2 separate regions of the Mus musculus genome follow, and region 1 is linked to region 2. A link is a contact called in public HiChIP or PLAC-seq data. All regions are on one chromosome and are shown on one strand. The core of a region is the stretch at or near the end of the contact, and the rest is flanking DNA. Distances in the headings are between cores, read along the strand shown.

Evidence for each region. HiChIP or PLAC-seq counts read pairs in DNA pulled down with a chosen protein or histone mark.
Region 1: an H3K27ac HiChIP or PLAC-seq map of hepatocytes shows a contact between it and region 2, with 9 times the contacts expected there. The contact joins the promoter of Med6 here to the enhancer-like site in region 2. A contact is called at or near these places in 3 of 484 Hi-C or Micro-C datasets (cerebellum, embryonic stem cells and muscle stem cells) and 3 of 115 datasets of contacts at active chromatin or transcription factors (extraembryonic endoderm stem cells, hepatocytes and intestinal villus epithelium).

The regions. Positions count from the first base shown.
Region 1 is chr12:81,593,139-81,596,301 of GRCm38.p6, reverse strand. It overlaps Med6 (mediator complex subunit 6), which reads left to right and starts at 1,294. Exons shown (of 8, transcript NM_001347384.1): 1 at 1,294-1,362. The coding sequence starts at 1,341.
Region 2 is chr12:81,188,326-81,191,253 of GRCm38.p6, reverse strand. No RefSeq gene overlaps it. Among named protein-coding and RNA genes, the nearest start is that of Mir3067, 24 kb to the right of the region's middle. Within about 2 kb of position 1,518, at least 8 of the 459 cell types and tissues checked have an H3K27ac peak or open chromatin away from gene starts, as enhancers often do. A contact at or near this core is called in extraembryonic endoderm stem cells and hepatocytes, where this site is marked.

The DNA.
Region 1 (3,163 bases), core at 45-2,544, 410 kb before region 2:
AAATTAATGGTTCTCCTGCCTTGTTTGTGGATTCTGGTTACATGCTGGGGGAGCCTAGGTAGTCCTTAGTTTTGTGAATTTAGGTTCCTTCCTTCAGGTTTTGGGGTTCTCCTCTCAGTTTCTGTATCTTGTTTGTAAGCATCTCCATCATTTTGCTTTTAGAAAACCACACTAGAGACAGAACGTTCTGTTGTGGGTTTCTATGGCTTCCTCACATCACAGAATTGTTCCCTGCCTTCAAGTGTTTAGACACTACTCAAGGAATTCCTCTTCTCTCTCTCTCTCTCTCTTTTTTGTTGTTGTTTTTTCGTTCCTTTTCTCTCATTTAAAAATTTTATTTATTGATTTATTTATTTATTGATTTATTTATTTATTTATTTATTTATTTATTTATTTATTTATTTATTTATTTATTTTGAGACAGGGTTTCTCTGTATAGCCCTGGCTGTCCTGGAACTCACTTTGTAGACCAGGCTGGGATTAAAGGCATGCGCCACCACGCCCAGTTCCTTTTCTCTTTTTAATCTTGTTAATAATTCACCCCTGAATTCCCTTCCTATCTCTTGAAATTTAGTCATAAAATGCTACAGGTTTTTAACTGGTTTAGGTTTTTAGTTGGTTCAATAACAGGAATAACAAAGTCTCTTGATTTTCTCTGCTTGAGATAAGGTGAAAAACGGAGCTCCTAAGTCTAACAGTTTGTTTTTATACTCATGAGGTTTTTAAAAATACTGTCTCTGTGTGTAGTCCAGGCTGGCCCCAAATTTGTTATGCACTTGGCTCTGCCTCCTGAGAGATGGGATTACAAGTGAAAGCCTTGGTTTAGAGAATTTTAGAATGTTAGTAGTGAGCACGAGGCAGCGCTCTGTTTAACCTCTTTACTTGTAAATGAAATTACTTTCCCCACTGTTTGGGCCTAACGCTTTGCTTATTTTTTGTTTGTTTGTTTTGTTCTGGCTCTGTTACTACAACCTCTGCCAGCTGCAGTTTGGCATCTAAGCGAGGGGGTCATTCTTTATCTTCTTACTCCACAGGTCTACAGGCCCCGCCTTCCCTGCGCCATCCTTCTGCGTGTCCCAATCCCCTCCCCTCCCCGCCGCCACCCTGTGACACGCCTTCTTCTTTCCCGCCCGTGTCCAACGACCAAAGCTCAACCCGGCTCCACCCACTTTAGGTCTCATCCCCGCCCCCAAACACTTTTTTTTTTTCCTGCCGCCGCGCTCCGCGTGAATACTTTTGACCTCCCCGCTAACCGTACGGCCGGCAGCCTCCGCTTCCGTCGCGGTAGTCATCGCCTTTACTGTGCGCCGGAAGGAGGCTCTTATAGCGCTTTTGGAATTATGGCGGCGGTGGATATCCGAGGTAATTAATTTTATGCTCCCCTTACCAGATTGTGGTTTACTGGGGTTTCATAGCTTGCGGAAGTCAGCGTTACCCTCTTTTGTGAGGTCTCTCAAGTTCTTCTGAGTGGCTCCTGGATACCCTAAGGCTCTAATCTAACGAAAAGGGGTCGCGCTTTCCCGTTTTCTGACGAGTCTCTTTAAAAGGGTAGATGCGGAAAAACTAGAAACAATTTAGGGGTTTCTCTCACAATGCTGGGCGTTATGTCGGGGCGAAGGGATAGCTTTTCGGAAGAGAGAAGTGGAATAAGATAAGGGCTGATCCCACCTTATGGGTCCCCGGACAGAAATCCCCGTCTTCTTATTAATAATTTTAAATTTTAGCCTATAATACCTTTCACTTATCATTCATTCAGTGGTTGCCTTCGGCAAGCTGAGCAGTAGAGGTATATTTTCATTGAGTAAGAATAAATAAATGAATGGAGACTCAACCTCTTACTAGCTTCTTGGTCGGGTAGCATTTTGTTTAGCAGTTTGTTTTTGCTTGTGTATATTTCATTCTTCCTCTTGGCAATTTCATACATGTACATAGTGGATTGCTTATTACTTAGATTTGTTAGCGTAATTGTAATGTGTCTGGTGTTTAGAGGAATGGCAGAGAAGCTGGCATAGGGAGGAGATGTAGAAGAGAAGATCTGGAAAGATAAATGTGAGAGAACAGTCAACAGGGACGGCATATTCTGACTTTGTCTTTTTTTTTTTTCATTTACGCATTTCTTTACTAGATCATTTTAGCTGCTGACAGTAGTGTAAAAGTCAGGGATAGAATTAGAAACAAAAAAAGGAAAACAAAACGAAACCAGGGCTTTTCTGGGATGGACAGAAATTAGAGGTAGCTTGGAAGAGTGATGACTGCATTAGTGAGAAGGTTAAATCTGCTTGGTTTTTGGTATATTCTGTTTATGAAGTGATCACAACTTACCTTTTATTTTCAGACTTGACTTTTCATTTCAGTTTTTGTAGATGAATGTCCATGGATACATGAGGCTGTTTAAATTGATTGAGATCTGTGAATAATAAAGTAAGTCATACTTGCCTTGACCTTCAGGCATGGATTGGAAGCATTTAGTGATTATTATGCTCATTCCTGATGAATAAAAACTCACAATTTAGTGGGAGCAGATTATCTGTGATTCTGGTTATGGAATAAGAATTAGTAATAAGGGGGCTAGAGAGATGGCTTAGCGGGTTAAGAGTACTGATTGCTCTTCAGAGATCCTGAGTTCAAATTCCACCAACCACATGGTGGCTCACAACCATCTGTAATGGGATCTGATGCCCTTTTCTGGTCTGTCTGAAGATAGCCACAGTGTACTTGCAATTATAAAATAAATTAATTTAAAAAAAGAATTAGTAATAAAAGTATATAAATTTGCCATGAGAACAGAGAAAATGCCACCATTACTACTGTAACAGTTATTGGGTTACAGTGTGCCAAGCATTTAATGTGCATAATATTGTATGTATAATTATAGATCTTACCTACCTACCAATGGTTAGTTAATAGATATGGACATGAAATGGTTATGCCTGGTAATGGCAGAAAGATAAAACTTTTTTAAGGAAAAAGTTATCGTTTCCTAAAGCAGCTAAAAGAAATGTACATTTTATGGTAAATGGAATTGTTAGTAGGATTAGGAAATTTAAATCATAGTCGTGGTTTTCCCTGTGTTGCTCTTCATTAGCAAAGATGCCTTTTTCCAAAAACATTATTTCCTGGTTTTATATATTGTGACTTTACCCATATATATTTGTGTGTATAC
Region 2 (2,928 bases), core at 269-2,768:
TCAGCCCACTCTCTTATAGAACCTAGGACCACCAGCCCAAGGATGGCACCATCCACAATAGGCTGGGCCCTCCTCCATGAATCACTAATTAAGAAAATACCCTATAACTGGGTCTTATGGGGGCTTTTTTTTCTCTCTCTCAATTGAGATTCCCTCCTTTCAGATGACTCTAGCTTGTGTCAAATTAACATAAAACTAGCCAGGACAGAGGGTCATTCCTGAGCAGTGCTAGAGCACGACACTGTCCAGGTCTAAATGGAGCTGGTTGGCACACTGCACAGAGGCATTTTGAATTAAGCTCAAAGAGTGTCTCAGACAGAGGGAATACAGCTGCAGATATAATCAGTTACCATGAGCATCTTAGCCAAGTGTTTATGTAACCTACAGATGCATTCTTGACCTGACTAAGCTGTTCCCTCTGTATCTCTTTGACTTGATGATGGGGTGCTGTTGTGCAAGTTCAGCCTTATAGCTTGTTGGGGAAGGTACAAAGTTCCACATGGGTAATTTAAATAGCCCGATTTCAGTCCTTCCCCACCAATGTCCTTACAACTCCCCAAAGTATTGTATTATATACTGAGTGCTGTAGTCATACTGCCTTTCGGTTTCCATCTATGTCCCTGTCTTCTCCAGAGCTATAGGAGAAACATTCTAAAAGCAGTGGGACCACCAGCTCGTCACAAGTCACAGCTGCAAGTTTGTCACCTCGTGTTCCAGCTGGACTCCATGCTGCTGCTGCCACCACCACCACCACCAACAACATGCAGCAGAGTTGGTGGCCAGCCTCGTCTACACACTGAAGGGGCATGGGGGTGAAGAGCTAAGACAAGAAACAGCTGAAGATCAGCCTGCCTTTCCAGTTTTGGGCAGGGCTTCAGTGAGCGAAGTTCCATGAATGGAAACCCTATCAGAGAGTCAGGCTGCAGCCGCAATAGAAAAGCAGAAGCAGGGGCCCTAGATCAAAATGGACATGGATACCATGAATACATGGTATATTCACATGGGAAGATATAGAAAGGTCACACCAAAACTGAACTGGCCGAATCAATGAGGAAGGATTAAACAATGGGGAGGTTTACTCCAGGACCTGACATGTGCTCCATATAAGCTCTAACAGAGGGCCCCTAGTACAATGGGAAATAGAATAAGCATTAAACTGAGATGTGGCTACAATAAACACAGAAGGATACTGCTCAGAGACCCTCATGGCTTCTCTCCTTTTTCCTCCTTCTGACTCCATCATGAAGAACAGTTATAAACCAGTGGAGTGACTTGGAGCCAGACCACTGTTCCACTGTGTTGTAACAGTCATGGACCAAGACACTGTGCTAGGGCAGAGAGGGGAGGGAGACTAAAGCAAGTTGCATATTGAGTTGCATGATTGATTGGAACTGAGCTTGTGAAACAGCCTTGACTCTCATTAATGGAAGATGATTCAATAGGGCATGGGTCAAACTAATGATTACAGAAGTCACAAGGTTCTCACATGCATAGCACAGGGCACTGGGATGTCTCAGCCAGCTATTCTCCTCCAATGTTACCTGAACCTGCTCTTTCCCCTCCAACTTCTCTTCTCCTGCCCACACTGTGAGGGTGGCAGCGTTCCTACAGGGCATCCGATACAGTCTCTAGGTGGGGTGCTGACTTCTCACAGAAGGGAAACTGGTATTCACCTCCCCACTTTGCTGAGCAAGGGGAATGGTGGTTGTTATGAACATGCCACATTTGTCAGAAGCCATGGGCAAAATGCATTGCACAAAATGGAATAAGCAAGTTTCTTTACTCTTAGACAGTACACACACTGCCCAGTTAAAATCACACTAAGATAATCTACATCATAATAGTCGAGAGTTTTTACAAAATACTCCTGATTCTATTTCTTCACTGTTGTATAGTCGGGTGGGGCCGTGTGACCCCTTTAGTCACTGGAACATGAGCAATATGACTGTGGGGCTTAGTTTTTGTCAACATGATACAAACCTAGGACATATCTAGGCAGAAGGAATGTCAACTGAGTTATTGCCTCCATAAGTTTGGCAATCCCGGGGGAGCATTGTCTTGATTGACGATCAATGTAGGAGGACCCAGGCCACTGTGGGCAGTGCCACTTTCATTGGCAGATGGCCCTGGGTTGTATATGAAAAGTAACTGAGCAAACCAGGGGAGAGAGCCAGTGAGCAGTGTTCCCCCATTTTTGCCTCTTCTCCTGCTTCCAGCTCTTGTCCCCAATTCCCTTTGTGATAGACTCTATTTGGAACATGTAATCCAGATAAATTCTTTCCTCCCCAAGTTGGTAATATATTTCATTCTGAATAGGCACCAGAGTGCAATTTACCACATTTCTCTTTCTTTGCTTCCATAATCAAGAGGGAAGGAGTCTTCCTTGACATGGATCCCTAATAAGGACAGTACAAAGAAGTGCCCCAGCTGACACTAAGTCTAGGTTATCTCTTTGTGTTTTAGCCACCGAAGTCATGAGGGGTGAACTGTATTGCAGCTCATCCTGGTCTCTCCTGATTGAGTTATATCAGCAGTGTGATACCTGTTTACTACCTTGTAGACAGGCAGTACCCCCGTGCATAGCACTCCCTTGTATCAAGTGTGCAGATTACTAAAAGATAGCCTTGAGTTTGGGAACAGGCTCCGCTTACCACATACAGGATCATCAACCATTAACTAGAATCAATAGTCCTGTTAAGAGGATCTGGACAAAGGGTTTTCCTGGAATCTATCCTATTAAGGAGGAGATGGTGCAGAGCAAAGGGAGTGCTAAGGTCACATTGTTAAGGTGGCTGCCAGATGTAGAAGTAGCACACAGAAAGGATTGTTCAGGTTGATCTGTCCTTTGTTGATGAGAAATGACAAGAGACCACTGGCTGGCTTACCCAGCAAAGGAAGTATTAGACAGGATGTGACCAAAGTTAGGGC